2 separate regions of the Mus musculus genome follow, and region 1 is linked to region 2. Evidence: chromatin contacts called from public HiChIP or PLAC-seq data. All regions are on one chromosome and are shown on one strand. The core of a region is the stretch at or near the end of the contact, and the rest is flanking DNA. Distances in the headings are between cores, read along the strand shown. Region 1 has its middle 9.9 kb from the start of Gm26435. Region 2 has its middle 170 kb from the start of Gm15521.

Evidence for each region. HiChIP or PLAC-seq counts read pairs in DNA pulled down with a chosen protein or histone mark.
Region 1: a contact with region 2 is called in an H3K27ac HiChIP or PLAC-seq map of SST interneurons, with 8 times the contacts expected there. The contact joins two enhancer-like sites. A contact is called at or near these places in 3 of 484 Hi-C or Micro-C datasets (cerebral cortex, cortical neurons and forebrain) and 3 of 115 datasets of contacts at active chromatin or transcription factors (SST interneurons, astrocytes and embryonic basal ganglia).

Annotation. Positions count from the first base shown.
Region 1 is chr9:30,299,696-30,303,965 of GRCm38.p6, forward strand. No RefSeq gene overlaps it. Among named protein-coding and RNA genes, the nearest start is that of Gm26435, 9.9 kb to the left of the region's middle. Within about 2 kb of position 1,411, at least 6 of the 459 cell types and tissues checked have an H3K27ac peak or open chromatin away from gene starts, as enhancers often do. A contact at or near this core is called in SST interneurons, where this site is marked.
Region 2 is chr9:29,799,885-29,804,671 of GRCm38.p6, forward strand. It overlaps a transcript of Ntm not described here. Among named protein-coding and RNA genes, the nearest start is that of Gm15521, 170 kb to the left of the region's middle. Within about 2 kb of position 3,272, at least 47 of the 459 cell types and tissues checked have an H3K27ac peak or open chromatin away from gene starts, as enhancers often do. A contact at or near this core is called in SST interneurons, where this site is marked.

The DNA.
Region 1 (4,270 bases), core at 161-2,660, 500 kb after region 2:
CCTCTCCCGAAGTTAATGACATCAAACAGTTTACGAATAGCGTGACCAGTATAATCAACCATGCAAACCCAAATTCATCCGAAAGAGAAGGGAGAGTAATAATCAACCCAGTATTTTGACTGTAAATTGAGACTGTCCTGGGCAAACTGAAAACATATTGTCAGACTCTTCTATGTGGATGGATTCTACAACCTGCAACATGTATATGAACTGCTGGTATATAGCTTTCTTGGTTCCATGTGAACCTCAAACTAGATTTTGGAAGTTCAGTAAATATACAATCCAGGACTCAAAGGGAGCTTAAACCTGCATGGCGGTCTAGAGACCCTTTTTCAACTCTCTGCTGCCCCCACGTGGTACATGACATTTTCAGGAGCGGATTCCCACCTGCCTATTCTCTGTTCTAACAAAGACTGAGCAAGTAGCAATTATTGACGTCTCTGGGGAAGAGAATAAGTGAAGCAAAGGGGCTAGAGCAGTGATCTTGGGAAGCCAAGGCTGACCCCCATTATTAACAAACCTAGCATAACTCCCTCCTGTATCCCTCCCTTCCCAAGAGACACCGTTGTTCTGCTATTGCTCCCATTCTCACCATAAGAATGGAACAAGGGTCAAGCATATGCCAGACAGAGGGCTTCAAGAGAAGCATGGTGGACAGTGGGGTCAGGTCGGTTTTTTGAGACCCAAAAGACTTATAAGCTTCCCAGGAAAGGCTATGTATGAGAAGGCAGGTGGCTGGGGATGGGAGAGGGTAGGTGTGGACTGAATGGGACAGATTGGGAAGAAGCTGGATAAGAAAAGAGCAAGGCTGAGCAGAATCGGAGCTCAGGCAGAGTATCCCATGATCTGCAAGGCAGAGGATCAGTAAATAAATGGGACAAGTCAAAAGGCCACGGCAAGGGAAAATAACCACAAATAAGTGGGATTGTGGAAGAGATGTGGAAGTCGACTGTGTCTTTCACTACCACAAGCATTCCTGGACATGATAGGACTGGTATCCTCCACGGGCAAAGAATGAGAAAACACAGTGTACCCAACCACGCACTGGCCATTTAGAATAGATGCTCCAAATGCTTATATGGTTAAAATACCTTGAAAATAGAGGAACAGCTCTGCCTAATCTGACTCATTATTTGGCGCTAGAAGCCTAATGCAGCTGGTATGCAAAGAAGGAGAGACCAAAAGAGCCCATCCCATCTCTTACAGACTTCTTTCTTCCTCTAGCAAGCTCCAATTTCCTTCATCTTATCTGGCAACCTTAAGGGCTCCCACCCAGAGGGCAGTATGTATGTATCTCTGGGAAACACGGTATTCAGACCTCCTAAAAATGGCTGGCTTGTGAACGGCTGATAATAAACCTGCCAAATTCCGCATATGGCCCAGATCCCTCTCCTGTTCCTCCTTTCAAAGAGCCTGCTTTTGCTTCGAGTACTATCCGAGCTGTCTCTGCGGATTAGTGTTTATATGCAGCGAGTGCTGCAGTTAGTTAATAATGTCAAGATCATTGAGCCTCCCTAATGAAAGAGATACACAACATCAACTGTCATTTTAAACAAACATGCAATCAGGATAGCAGTGCTGGAAATATGAGCAGCCTAATTTCATGGAGGTGATGCGAGAGCCGGGCTGCTTCCCGGCGCTTCCACTGGCAAGCTCCATTTCACAGGATTTCAGGGGAAACGGTGGATTTTCACAAGAACCACAAAATTGTCGGTTCTGTGAAAAAGAAATTGCTTTAGCAGCTGGAATCCAGGAGGACAAATAGGTGCACTGATTATATCTTCATTGTTCACCAGAGCCACGGTGCTCAGCAAGTTGTAATTATGCCGTGAAGAGCTCGGTTCTGATAGTCAAGTCTTTCCCCATGTGCATATAAACAGTATTATTCTATTTGTTATCAAAGGCTTGCAGACAACCCTGCAGCATGCATGCATATATATATATATATATATATATATATATATATATATATATATATATATATATTCAATATATGCGAGCCTATAGAATCAGCTGTGGTCTGTGGTCTGTTTGGGCCAGAGAAAAGCCATCAACACACATATGTGTTCTGTCTGGTCCAGCTTTAACCCAAGGTGCTCAGCTCACTCGCCAGCACAGAAAGAATAACAGAAGAGAAATAGGGTAGAAAATAAAAATATGTATAAATTCATTAAATTACATAGAATGATAGAAAAGCTATGGACAACACAGAGTGGAGACACTACCCACTGAGGTTTGATTAATATTAATTAGTCACCTTCGAATGGCCTCCCAATATGCCGTGCAGCAGTCGTACCTTCCAGCTGAATTCATTTGCCAGTGATACTGGCATAGTTTTCAAACCCCAGCCCATACATGAATCTCTGGCAGTTGCCAAGGTCTTTGGTTCATTGGCATTGTTCATTAACTTCAAGTTTCTCTATTCCTAGAGTCTGACTCCTTCAGCCATCCTCTAGAGAGACAATCTGGATGCTTCTTTCCCCCCGTCTGTTTGCAGGTATACAGAACTCCTTTGAGTGTAAATGTTACCAGCCTTGACTGAGAGATGCCACTGAGCTAGGCTAGGGAATCCGACCTGGTATAATATTAAACCTGGTAAAAATGATAACTGTACAGAGCTAAGACTCCAGAGAATGCCTAAAGTTCTGTGAGGAGGCCCAAAGCAGGGACAGAAATGTGCAAATACATTCCCTTCATGGGGGTGGCCTTGCATGAAACTCATAAGTCAAGTTTCATATTTTTACTGTCCTTCTCAAAAAAATACATGACTCCTACACAAAGGAACTAGGAAGCCAAGATGGAGCAAGATAGATATTAGAAGCTTGTAGCCGTGCCATTAAGTCATGTAAACAGCTGTCTCTAACACATCAATAAGTTTAAGTGTCATACTTTTCCAATCCTACTATAAAAGAGAATGCCTTCCAGGTAAACAGCATGGCCAGCAAGGGAGAGTCTGTAACAGAATCCATCACTGGCTCTCCACAAGCAAGAACAACAAGATGACATGAAGAAGTGGGGACAAGAGGTGAGAAGAAGTGTGGAAGAGAAGGGCTTTTCATTTTCTTTTAAAGATGTTAATCTTTAAATATTTAGGAATTGTACAAGAAAAAGAATTTGGGGGCTATCAAGAGTTGCATATCAATGAGATTGAAATATTGAGAAGAAATAAATGAAACTGAACTGGTTAGTCCATGGAATTGTAACTGCCCATTTACACCTGCAAAAAAATAAGATGAGTTTAAGAAAAAAAATCAGAAAAAAAAATAAGGAGAAAATGAACCCAAGTCATAAGACTGGGGGTGGTAATGTTATTTAAAGTCCATTAGCAAAATTGGGGAAGAATGATATTTATATCCGGGGACCAAGAGAAATTAATAAGAAAAAGCATGCTGAGGTCATAGACAGCAATAAAAATCATGATTCAGAGAGAAGGCATCCTGAGATCACAGGTAGTAATATAACAAATGATTCAGAGGGGAAAGGAGATGCTGAGTTTCTAAGAAAGAGCCCTGGATGTCCAATGAGAAAACCAGAGTCCCACCTCTATATGTTATCTGGAAAACTACTCCACCTTGCTTTTCTTTGTGAACAAAAGAGAAAATTAGGTTAAGTTATCCTAACAAATTCTGTCACTAGACTTTATCACACATATGACGTGACCATTCCAGATGACCCAGAATCAAATAAATGTCCTGGTGGTGCTGAGAACTGGTGGGATGCTAAAGGCATCTTGACACAGGCTACGGAATTAGAAAGAGATCAAAGGTAGCCTGCTCTTAAAGTTGTGTCAAAGCTGAGTCCACACTGATTGGCTGCTGGGTAACTGAGTGTGCCTGAGACGCAAGTAATCGATAGGATGGTTAAGATCTAACACCCTCAATCATATCCCCTAAATCTCTGTGTTTCCTTTCACACAGATATAGTTTTCACAGAAGGGCCAATCTGGCACAAGACTTCTGCACGTAACCTCCTTTGGGGATAACGCCTACTTTTCCTTCATACGGAAGAAAGAAAGGATACATTCGAAAAGCGAGGTCAGGACAAGATGGTTGATCCCTCCTTACAGAACAAGTTACCTTCCAGAAAGATCTGGTTCTATTAGTGACTCTGTCTCTTTTCTGTCTCCCCACAAAGGTTTCTTCCCGCTAAGCAGTAGCCCCTCAGCCACCACTTTGTACAAAGGTGTCCTAGTGACTGCTCTGTGCTGGGATGAACACCATGACCAAGGCAACTCATAAAAGAAAGCATTTCCTTTTGCTTACAGTTCCAG
Region 2 (4,787 bases), core at 2,022-4,521:
TCTTTAACAAACACAGGTACTTCCTCCGCATTCTCCTGCTATACAAATTGAAACTCACACTCTTCCTCATCAAGCTGCAACTCTCCATTGTCTTCATGTGCACCGGCTGTTTCTTCTTACTGTAAGCCTGGGGTAAGATAAGTGAGCAGTAGCCATTACACGGCTTGAATATTAACTGTCTTGAAGTTTCCACCCGCAAATAAATTACTCCTTTGCTCTTCCATTTACTCAAGTTCTCAACATACAAACCAAATAAAGTGTGCAGAAAACATTACGAGAATCAGCCGTAGCTCTGTTTATGATGGGCCTTGGTGACTCTCGGAATTTTGTACATATACTTCACTGTTAAGCATCTGTAGCAACATTTGAATCTTCCCGAACTCCTGCCACAATAGCTCATAAGCTCTGCCTCTCTATCAATAGCTCCAAACTCTTCTGCATTCTTCCTGCAAAGCAACCATGAAGGTTTATGAAGGGCATGATTGGTCAATCAGGCTTATCACGGTGATAGACCTAGTCTTCAGTACCCCCTTTTAAAATTAGTCATGTTTTCATTGCGGTGATGAAACTTAGGGAAGGGGGAGTTTACTTTGGCTCAGCAACTGAGAGTCGAGTCCATCATGGTGTGGGACGAGAGGGGAGGGTGTCACTCTAGCTGCGATGGCAGGAGTGAGAAGCAGTTGGTTCTGCTGCATCTTGAGTGAGGAAGCAGGGATGAATACATAGTATCTTATACTTTTATTTATATCTCCAGTCTGGCCCTATGGAATGTCAAATCTGCACACATTCAGATCCATATTGATGGTGTATCTTCCTTCCTCAATTAAACTCTAGAAATACCTCAAATACTTGCTCAGATATGTGTCGCCTTGGTGATTCCAAATCCAGTCAAGTTTATGATGAAGATCAGCCATTACAACATGCTTAATACATTCTGGATCATATTCTGGGTGCATTCTCCATACAGTAACCTGGTCAGTGCTGAGAACATGTAGTATATGCTCAGCAGATATTTCTTGGGCTCTGGTCATTTGTGTGCCATCAATGTCCCTATTACTATGCTGCACAATGTCCACCTTGTAGGTATGGAACTGTTAGTGACACTAGGCTGTTGCACTCTCCTGCTTCGGATGACCACCCTTCTTTTATTCTGCAACCTAAATGAAATCCAGCATACTGCCATTGGTGCAGGAGCAAAGAACCTATTCAATGGAACATAACAAAGAACTGCCCTCATTCTACCGAATTCTTCTTCAAGTAAGGAGGAAATATATGGTGAGTTCCAAGCCTTGATGGTTGTAATATAATCTTTTTTTGATATCGGAGGCTCCTTTCTTTCTGGAAACACATTGTCCTCATTTCACAGTTCCCTTGTATATATGTGTTGGCAGTGAGGATCCATTAAGTCAGTAGAATTGTATGAACATTCATTCAACCATGTGTTGAAGGGACTGCTGAGTGCCAGTCACCATTCTATGCAAAGGAGAAGATCCATGTCCAAGCATCCCAGGTCTTGACTTTGGGTACTTGGTAGTGTCAAGAGAAAGCTAGCTGCATAGACTGTGTCAGGGTGTATGAGAGCTGTGCTGAGGCATATTATTAGTACAGAGGACTGGACACGTTGACTTCTAGTTGGATTGCATTTCTTCCCCCTCTCCCTCTGGCTGTGTAAGGACCAGACATGCACTTGTAGAATGGGAGTGGATGGGGGCATCTAGTAAGAATGCTTATGTTGGGACTGGAGAGATGGCTCAGCGGTTAAGAGCACTGACTGCTTGCCCAGATGTGCTGAGTTCAATTCCCAGCAACCACATGGTGGCTCACAACAATTTGTAATGGGATCTGATGCCCTCTTCTGATGTTTCTGAAGACAGCGACAGTGTACTCAAATGCATAAAACAAATAAATACATCTTTAAAAAGAAAAGAATTTTTATGTCATCTATATAACAGGGTACAGACTGTCAGACTTCAAAAATAAGCAAGGGTGGGGAAATCCTTAGAAATACCTGGTCATTTTATGGTCAAAGGCTGCAGAAGGCAATTGTAAATGCACAATGATTGATCTCTTCCCATAGTGCTTAGTGTCATTGCCAACCATTTAGCAATTAATCATGGAGCAGAGTATTATGCAACGTCTAGAATTATTGGATCAGATTTTTGTTCATTTCTTACCTTGACGTCTAACGTTTTGCATGTGTTTCGAGTGCAGCTCAGCTAGAACTCCAGATACCAGAGGTTGTCTGCTTTTGTTCTCTATCTCCCACCGTGCCTATCATAGAGGCTGGCTCATAGTAGGTATTTAATCAATGCACTGATTAATTAAGTTCTTCTCCTGCCTGAGGCTCATCATGCTCCTGTGGTCCCAGAGAGCTAACAGCTGTCACCTGGGCCACCCTGGGCCACAGGGACAACACATATAAATGAGCATCATGTACTTTCCCTCCATAAGCAGTCTCAAGGCCCCCTGAGAGGCAGAGCCGATGTGAATTTTAAAGACATGTTCAGTGGTGGTTCCTTCTCTCTTTAGAGCCACTGGAGCGGCTCCTTCCATTGAAAATACAGGGATTTGTGCCGCGTGATTGTGCAGCTGGGGGCGGGCTGAGTCCGCAGTCATCAGGGGCTCAGCATGCTCTGAAGGGCTTTGTGCTCCAGGCGCTCACTCAGGCGGGCACCTGGCTCACTGGTGGCCAGATTGCAACTGCTTCTGCAAGTGACATTGCAATAATGGCTCTGCACCCTAGGAATACAGAGCTGAGAAAATGTCCTCTCCCTTCCTGCCCCCAGCGTCTCCCCAAAATCTCACAGTAAGGTTTCTTACTTAGGCAAAGTGATAAGTACACACACGGTTTTCTTTTCTATCTGTGAAGAAGTAAAGACCCATAAGTCACTGAGTGCCTGTGACAGACTGTGGACCTCCGCACGCTGGTGTCTAGTCCTAACAGGCTTTTTGGTAAACTAGTACTCCCATTTTACAGAAGAGGTGACCAAGTTTCAGATATTCTTAATAATCTATCTAGTGATTGCAGCAAGCTAACCATTACAAAGGATGGTAAAGTTTCACGTGCACACGCGTGCATGAGTGCCTCATGGATGTCTGCTTGTGTGTGTGTGTGCTTGTGCATGTATATAGGGCTGTCTCCGTATCAGAGCTTCGATGTCCCAACATTTACCCAACTTCCCCTTTAGCATCTATTCTAGCTCACCCACATTTCGAGCTGCACAGAGACTGCTCGCTCTGCTGAGCGGCCAGGTGGTGGCAGAGGCTGGATGGTGGCAGTTTTCTGGAGCTCTCAGAAATGTCGTCAGCAGTTCACTTATTATTCAGGATAACATCCAACAAAGTGACGACTTCTTTCCTTGCTATCAGTATCTCCTGCCAGCTGTTCACTTGGACTGGGGGAAGAGAGGGATTTCATTCTGAATTCACAAATGCAGCTAAACCTCCCTCCGAGATGAGCTGCACGGATTAGTGTTTATGGCACAGGACTGCTTGGCAAGCAAAGGCTCTGGGAGGGGAGGAGGAGAGAGCAGGAGAAAATAGCCCACCTCTGGGGACCCTGCCTGGGGGGCATCTATCTCTCCAAAGCAAGGCCTTCAAATCCACAGGAAACACAATATGTAATCTCCTGGCTATTAAACTACGGCTCTGGTGATGGACAAAGAGGCCCATTTGCTTTTCTGTGCAGAGGTGTGTCACTGTTGATGTCCCCGCCCCCTTCTCGGCATTTCTGCCTTCTCTAGCATCTCTGCCTTTTCTATCAGCTGGGCTACTCATGCAGAACATGTGTTGCTTCATGCAGATCCTGGAACAACCTGCACCTAAGGGTTCTGTCTGCACTCTCCAGAAGGGAAGACACACAGACAAGGCTAGAATTGAAGCCTGAAATCCTGGCTCCTATCCTCGGCCCAGACAGCTGTTTGGCTGTACTTGATGATGCAGGATCCAGTCAATGCTAAGCAGAAAGCTGGTCACTTGAGGGGCTACCCTGTCTGGCCCAGGTGCCTGTTTATATGATTAGGACCCTCCCCTATACCATTGTTCTCCCAGGCTGGTGTTGCAGACACAGGGTGGGGTTGGGGGAAGCATTTATCAAGATGGAACTAGATCACCCTTTCCCATTTCCTTAAATGTCAGGGTGTAAATCAAACTCCAAGCTTATTTGGAGCATGTGGGTGTTAGCGAATCAGACAAGGATAATGTGTTTCTAATCCAATGGCTTTCACCATGTGTGATTTACATCCTTGGATTGTTTCACGTGGTTTCTCTGGGTTTTCAGTTTGCTTGGTATTCTGCATCTGCTATGAGTTTTATTACCTCTGGCCATAGGGGACTACAGAAGTGTCACTTATCTCTGAAATACCAAGACACTAGGACGACAGCAATGATGACAAGAATGCCACTACGTAAATACCTTCCCAGACTGACACCTCAGTAAGGCCCAACTGTTTTATTAAACTTGAAAACAAATAAGCCTGCGCACTGAGTGGTGACATTTAGTTCCAATTCCGTAGTCCCCGATAATCAAAACTTATATATTCAACAACAAAACACACAATTTAAAAACTAGCCTAAGGACCCGAGTAGACATTTCTCTAGAAAGATAGGTAATTTTCCAATAAGCACATGAAAACATACTAATCATTAGAGAAATGCAAATCTGAAGCTACTTCACACACATTACGATGACTATTATTTAAAAACCAGAAAACGGCAGGCGTGAAGAAGTAGAGAAATCGGAACTCTCGTGCATGCAAATTCACACAGGATGTAAAGATGGCAGTGTT